2 separate regions of the Xenopus laevis genome follow, and region 1 is linked to region 2. Evidence: chromatin contacts called from public Hi-C data. All regions are on one chromosome and are shown on one strand. Each heading gives the region's core, a stretch centred on a gene start, on an enhancer-like site or on the middle of the called end of the contact. The rest is flanking DNA. Distances are from core to core; before and after follow the strand shown. Region 1 holds the start of irx1.L (iroquois homeobox 1 L homeolog). Region 2 holds the start of irx2.L (iroquois homeobox 2 L homeolog).

Region 1 (2,700 bases), core at 150-2,649, 510 kb before region 2:
CCAACATTAAATTACCTTGAAATAAGACCCCAGTGCAATTTCAATACATTAGGTGTCTGTGCCTCTGTGTAACACAATTCTGATTGTACACAAAAATGTGTGAAATTGTCTGCTTTGATTACAATGGCCAGATTGTACTAACACTGAGGCTCTAACCATTATAAATAAGTAAAAACACATTCTGGATTTTGCCTAATGCAAATCTGATGTCAGAGTGAATAAACACACATATGTGCACAGTGCACACAGGGCTACAATCATTTCAGAGCAGAAGCCCCCTCTGTCATTGAAAGGTCACAATCACATCTATTGTTAGGTGATTTTTACTTTATAATAATAATAAAACATATTCCCCTTCAGTCTGCATATACCACACATGAGCATTACAATGGCTTTAGATTAACATTTGGAGCTCAGACTAGACAGAATCGCTCTTAACCCTCCCTCTGTTCCCATCCAACTGTATTTAATTCACAGACCAGTTTGGCGCAATATAATCTGGTTAAAGGGTGCGGGAGTGCGTTTATCTGACAACGATTTGGGGATTCGCATAGTTCCTATTGCACTCAGCGTTAATAAAGCCCTTGATGCGGAGGTGACCGATAATAATCTTGTAATCTATTGTGCAAAAAGCACGACTGTTACCAAACCAGCGATCTGTTGCTTGCCTTGGGCAGAACTTATGTTTTTGATTGGGGAAGCCAACTCACGTTATACTACTCCCGGTCTATTGCTGTCAGGGGATGCTGGGAGTTTCTAGAGGGACACAGGTTGCACAAGAAAACAGTTTAGGCACTGTCTGGTACTTACCATTTGGGAGAAAAGGGTGAGATCGGTGGTGTAGGGTAGAAAGGCGCTGTAGTTGGGGGCGCTGTACGGGCTGGCATACATGCCCAGCACTGAAGTGACTGCCGCGGTAGAACTGCTGCCCAACTCAGCTCCTGTCGGCCTTCCGGATCCGGCTGCTGCTGCTGCGGCCGCTGCTGCTGCTGCCGCGGCCAAAACGCCCGGCCGTTCGCCTCCATAGACTGCAGCCTGGCCGGCGGTCAGGTACTGGGGGTAGCCCAGCTGCGGGAAGGACATGTCTCTCCGGCAGGGAAATCGCTGCCACTCCGGGCACAACAGCAAGTACAGAAGGGTTGGTGAAAAAGGGTATCTTAAAGGGGAGGTAAAAATTGATCTTAAGAAAAAAAGAAGCGGATTGGCCAAGGATGGGGCCAAAAAGTGAGCAACAGCCTCGCAGTCTCTCTCCCACTGTGCGCGCGTTGTACAGAGGGAGTTCGGATAACAGAAAGGGACGAGGTGTGTGGATTCGTTTGGGTGTCTCAGGGTGTTTTTTAGCCCCCTCAAATCTCTGCTCTTCTGTGCTTCTAAATCCCTTAGATGTGATCTGATCAACAATTGAGCTCCAACTGATGTGTCTGCCCTTAGGTCCTGGGCTGATCTTTCAGATACAATTTGAAGTTGATGCTTTGATTGGCATCCACTTGAGCTGCAGGCCCCTCCCACTTTAGAGCATGTGGCCTGAGCATTGGCTGGGGCCACTTCACTCTGGAACAGAAAGTGGATGTTTGTGTGTGTGCAAGTGGATGTGAGTGAGGCTCCCTTTCTCCCCCTTCCCTGGGTGCCTGGACTGTGGATTTCATGTTTAGCAATGGGCTCCTTTCAGAGAAGCCCCCACTGCTGTATGACAACCTGTCTACACGATTTTACAGCTGTCCGACATTGGGGTTTGCTGTTTTCTGCCCATAGTGTGTCCCCTTTTAACAGAAACAACTGCGCTGCTGTTTTCCCTTTACTGTACAGTCTTTATTGAGAAGCCCCAGCAAAAGGGGAAATTCCAGATTACATGACTTAGATATGGAGTTCCCTGACTAGGCAGGTAGACAGACAGACAGCAGTGCATTAAGGGAAAGGGGACGCTTGATTAAAAGTGGAGACTGAAGGTAACAAGGGGCTCCTTTTTACTTTCATAGAGTGGGAAAGATTGAATTTTCTTCATATTTATTTTGTGGTGTGTGCCAAAATCGTAGGGATTTTTTTAACCTTGTGTGACAGTAACAGAGCCTGAGTATATCAAGTATTACATCTTCGTGCTGTACATTTATGCCATTATGGTGATTAATGATTGATGACTGGAAACAAAAGAATACAACATTTTACCGATTACACCGTTAGCAGAAATATTCTATATTAGTTTATATACTTTTACAAATGCACGTAGCACAGCAAATGAGCAGAAAACATGCCACATATTTAAATGATCTCATTTATATAGTGTGAAAAACACTAAAACACTGAAAACTCGTGGTTATTAACATTATTTACACGTGTCAGTTTGTACTATGAAATCATCTACAATCCAAACCACACAGGTACAGGGAATCTATCTATCTATCTATCTATCTATCTATCTATCTATCTATCTATCTATCTATCTATTTTTGTATCATCTATCCATTCATGTATATTCTTTCTTTCTTAAATGAAATTATGTCTTATAAATCTATCTATCTATCTATCTATCTATCTATCTATCTATCTATCTATCTATCTATCTATCTATCTATCTATCTATCTATCTATCTATCCATCCATATAACGACATTGTTTTAATTACCATGTAATATTATTATTTGTAAAATATGATCATACCATGTTAAATATGTTAAACCACTCATATACAGACCTATCTGCGTC
Region 2 (2,700 bases), core at 172-2,671:
TACACAGTTTCACATTTTACATGTAAAAAAAACTAATTGCGATTCTAAATGCTAGTTTAATAGCTGTAGAATTCAAAAGCATATTTTTATTTTCTAGAACTGTCATTAACAATTAATTAGGAACAGAGGAAAATATATATTAGATGCAACTTGGTAACAACTAGGATTGTTAGTCAGATAATATGGACACTACTGATCCTATCACAGAATAACTTTAATATCAATTAACGGTCCAGGGTATTGTAAATCTGATGCTAATTATGGTTATGGTTAGTTATATTATTAGAACTAATGCTCTGCACCCGAATTTCATTTCTTGGTGATACTGTGCTGGCAAATAGGGTCATATTTGCTGGAAGTACAGGTCCCTATGGACTCCTATTTTTAGAACAGTGTGCCCCCTACAGGTCAAATGGTAGATCAGCCTTCGTAGAAACCTGTCTCCATGGGAGGAAATATTTGCAGGCGCCTAGTGTTTTTCTTTTTATGCATTTTGAAACGCCATTAAAGAAAAAAACAGGCTCTTATGATTCTAGCTAATTGGGGTTGTTGATAATGTAAATGATAATAGCTCAGCATCACCTACACAGATAAAGATCAGAAGTGAGGCGATATGCCTATACCTTTTGGAAAAAAATACTACATAAGAAACCAAACAAGTAATTCACTCAGTTCTACAGAAAATGCAAATAAGCAGTACAATACACCATGCTCTAATATGACTCAAATTTAAATATACACTGGAGTTGTTACAGTGAAGATTTGTATGGCTCAGGTAATATTTTACCTAAGAATTTAATATGTATGTATATAGTGTATAAGAAGTGCGTAAGAGGTAATACTAGATTTATATATGTGAGTCCCAATTATAGAGACGCAGTCGGGGGTGAACAGAAGCTCGATATTTTAATACCATTAAACTAGAGCTTATTGTTTTCAATAAAACAATAATGAAAGATATACTGATGCCCGGACAAATGTTATTAAACAGGCAGTTCTATAGAAGCAGAAAAAAACGTGTTGTTTGAGCCAGTAGCTGTAAACGTGCATAGGGCTAGCAGGCGCAGCAAGTTAAACAGCTGCGATCCTACCCCTGCGTTCGCTCCCCGGCTAATGCACAGCCAGGAGAATTACTTACATTACAGGAGCCTGCAGCCTCCCTTCCTCGCTTACAAATAAGGAAGGGGCGGAGTAAGGGCGGGGCCCTCAGGATATGTTGATGAGGCGGCGATGATGGACAGCTGAGTTTTCCAATGACCCTCTGAAAACTCAGGCTTTGCTTCTTCCCTCTGCTACCGGCTTCTCCCACTTTATACAAACCGGTTCCACTCAATAAGCAGCGAACTCCTCCCTGCCTGAAAAAAAAGTCCATCCTGGCAGCAGGCGCTGGGGGAGCTGGCTGACTGCGGGAGCTCCATATGCAGCAGCCACTTTCTTGAGCACCTTGATCACTCTCCTCTGCTTCTCCTTCCTGTGCGCCTCTCTCCAGCTCATGATCTGCTTCTCCCCTCCATCACCCCTCTGCGCTAATTCTCTGATTGGATTTCTACCTATCCATGATCACACAGAGAGCAGATTGATCTGCGGCTGGTGGGTGCCCCAGAGGGGAGGGGTGGAGGCAGAACACTTTTATTTCCTTGCATGAGTGAGGACAGAAGCGAGAAGGCACAGCTGAGAGAGAATAAGGGCAGAAAACACTGTCGTTATTGACCTGCCCCCTCCCCTTTTCACCCTGATCCGTGTAACTCAGTCAGCCCCGGCGATTCTGTGCTTCTGCTAACGGAGCTACCATGTCCTATCCTCAGGGTTACCTGTACCAGCCTCCCGGCTCACTAGCTCTCTACTCCTGCCCGGCGTACGGGGCTTCAGCGCTGGCCGCCCCCAGGAGCGAGGAGCTGGCCAGGTCATCGTCCGGCTCCGCCTTCAGCCCTTACCCGGGATCGGCTGCCTTCAGCGCCCAAGCGGCCACGGGCTTCAGCAGCCCCCTCCAGTACTCCAGCGACCCGACCGGATTCCCTTCTTACATGGTAAGAGCTCGCTGCGACATTTCCCCAACTTCTCTGCCAGTCCCTGCCCCTTTCTTTTTAGGTTGGTTGTTTCCAGGTCCCTTTGTGTTTTTTTAACCCCCGTGCCCCCCCACATTACAACTTTCCCGCTGCTGCCCCATCTAAATTTCACTTGTCTGTCTCCCCTTGTGTTTCTGGTCTCCTTTCTATAACTCTCCCTTCTGTAGTCCTTTTATTGCCGATTTCTTATTATTTTTGTGCCGGCGTTTCCCACCCTCCCCGGGGCTGCCCTCTCTCTCCCACACAGCTCTGCCTATTAGCGATCCCCACATTATCCTGACTTTTAGAACCGTGACATTTTAATTCACTTAGCAATCTCTGGCAAATCTTTAAATCACAACTCAGCATTTATGGTTATAAATGTAAAATGTGTGTTGTATGTGGTTATGTGCGAAATGTATTTATATATTGTTTGGTCATGTTAGTTTGATATGAAAGTAACTGCTATGTAGATAAGAATATATATTTTATTGTTACAGACTGTAATATTTTTGAAAAGACTTCAGTGATTCCCAGGCTCTGGCGTGACACTGTTTCACGCCTACTGTACAAACTACGCTTCACAAATAGCGATCGCTCTATTTATTTCCACACATTGCAGAGGGATACGAACAGTTTAAGTACATTATGATAA

What was found. Hi-C and Micro-C count contacts between places; a contact is called where the count stands out from the background.
Region 1: a Hi-C map of animal cap shows a contact between it and region 2, with 11 times the contacts expected there. The contact joins the promoter of irx1.L here to the promoter of irx2.L in region 2. A contact is called at or near these places in 2 of 4 Hi-C or Micro-C datasets (the XL177 cell line and animal cap).

Annotation. Positions count from the first base shown.
Region 1 is chr6L:71,975,274-71,977,973 of Xenopus_laevis_v10.1, reverse strand. irx1.L (iroquois homeobox 1 L homeolog) reads right to left here and starts at 1,399. Exons shown (of 4, transcript NM_001088180.2): 1 at 811-1,399. The coding sequence starts at 1,083.
Region 2 is chr6L:71,461,665-71,464,364 of Xenopus_laevis_v10.1, reverse strand. It overlaps irx2.L (iroquois homeobox 2 L homeolog), which reads left to right and starts at 1,421. Exons shown (of 5, transcript NM_001085766.1): 1 at 1,421-2,027. The coding sequence starts at 1,791. LOC108719038 (a long non-coding RNA gene) reads right to left here and starts at 1,277. Exons shown (of 2, transcript XR_001936141.2): 1 at 1,139-1,277.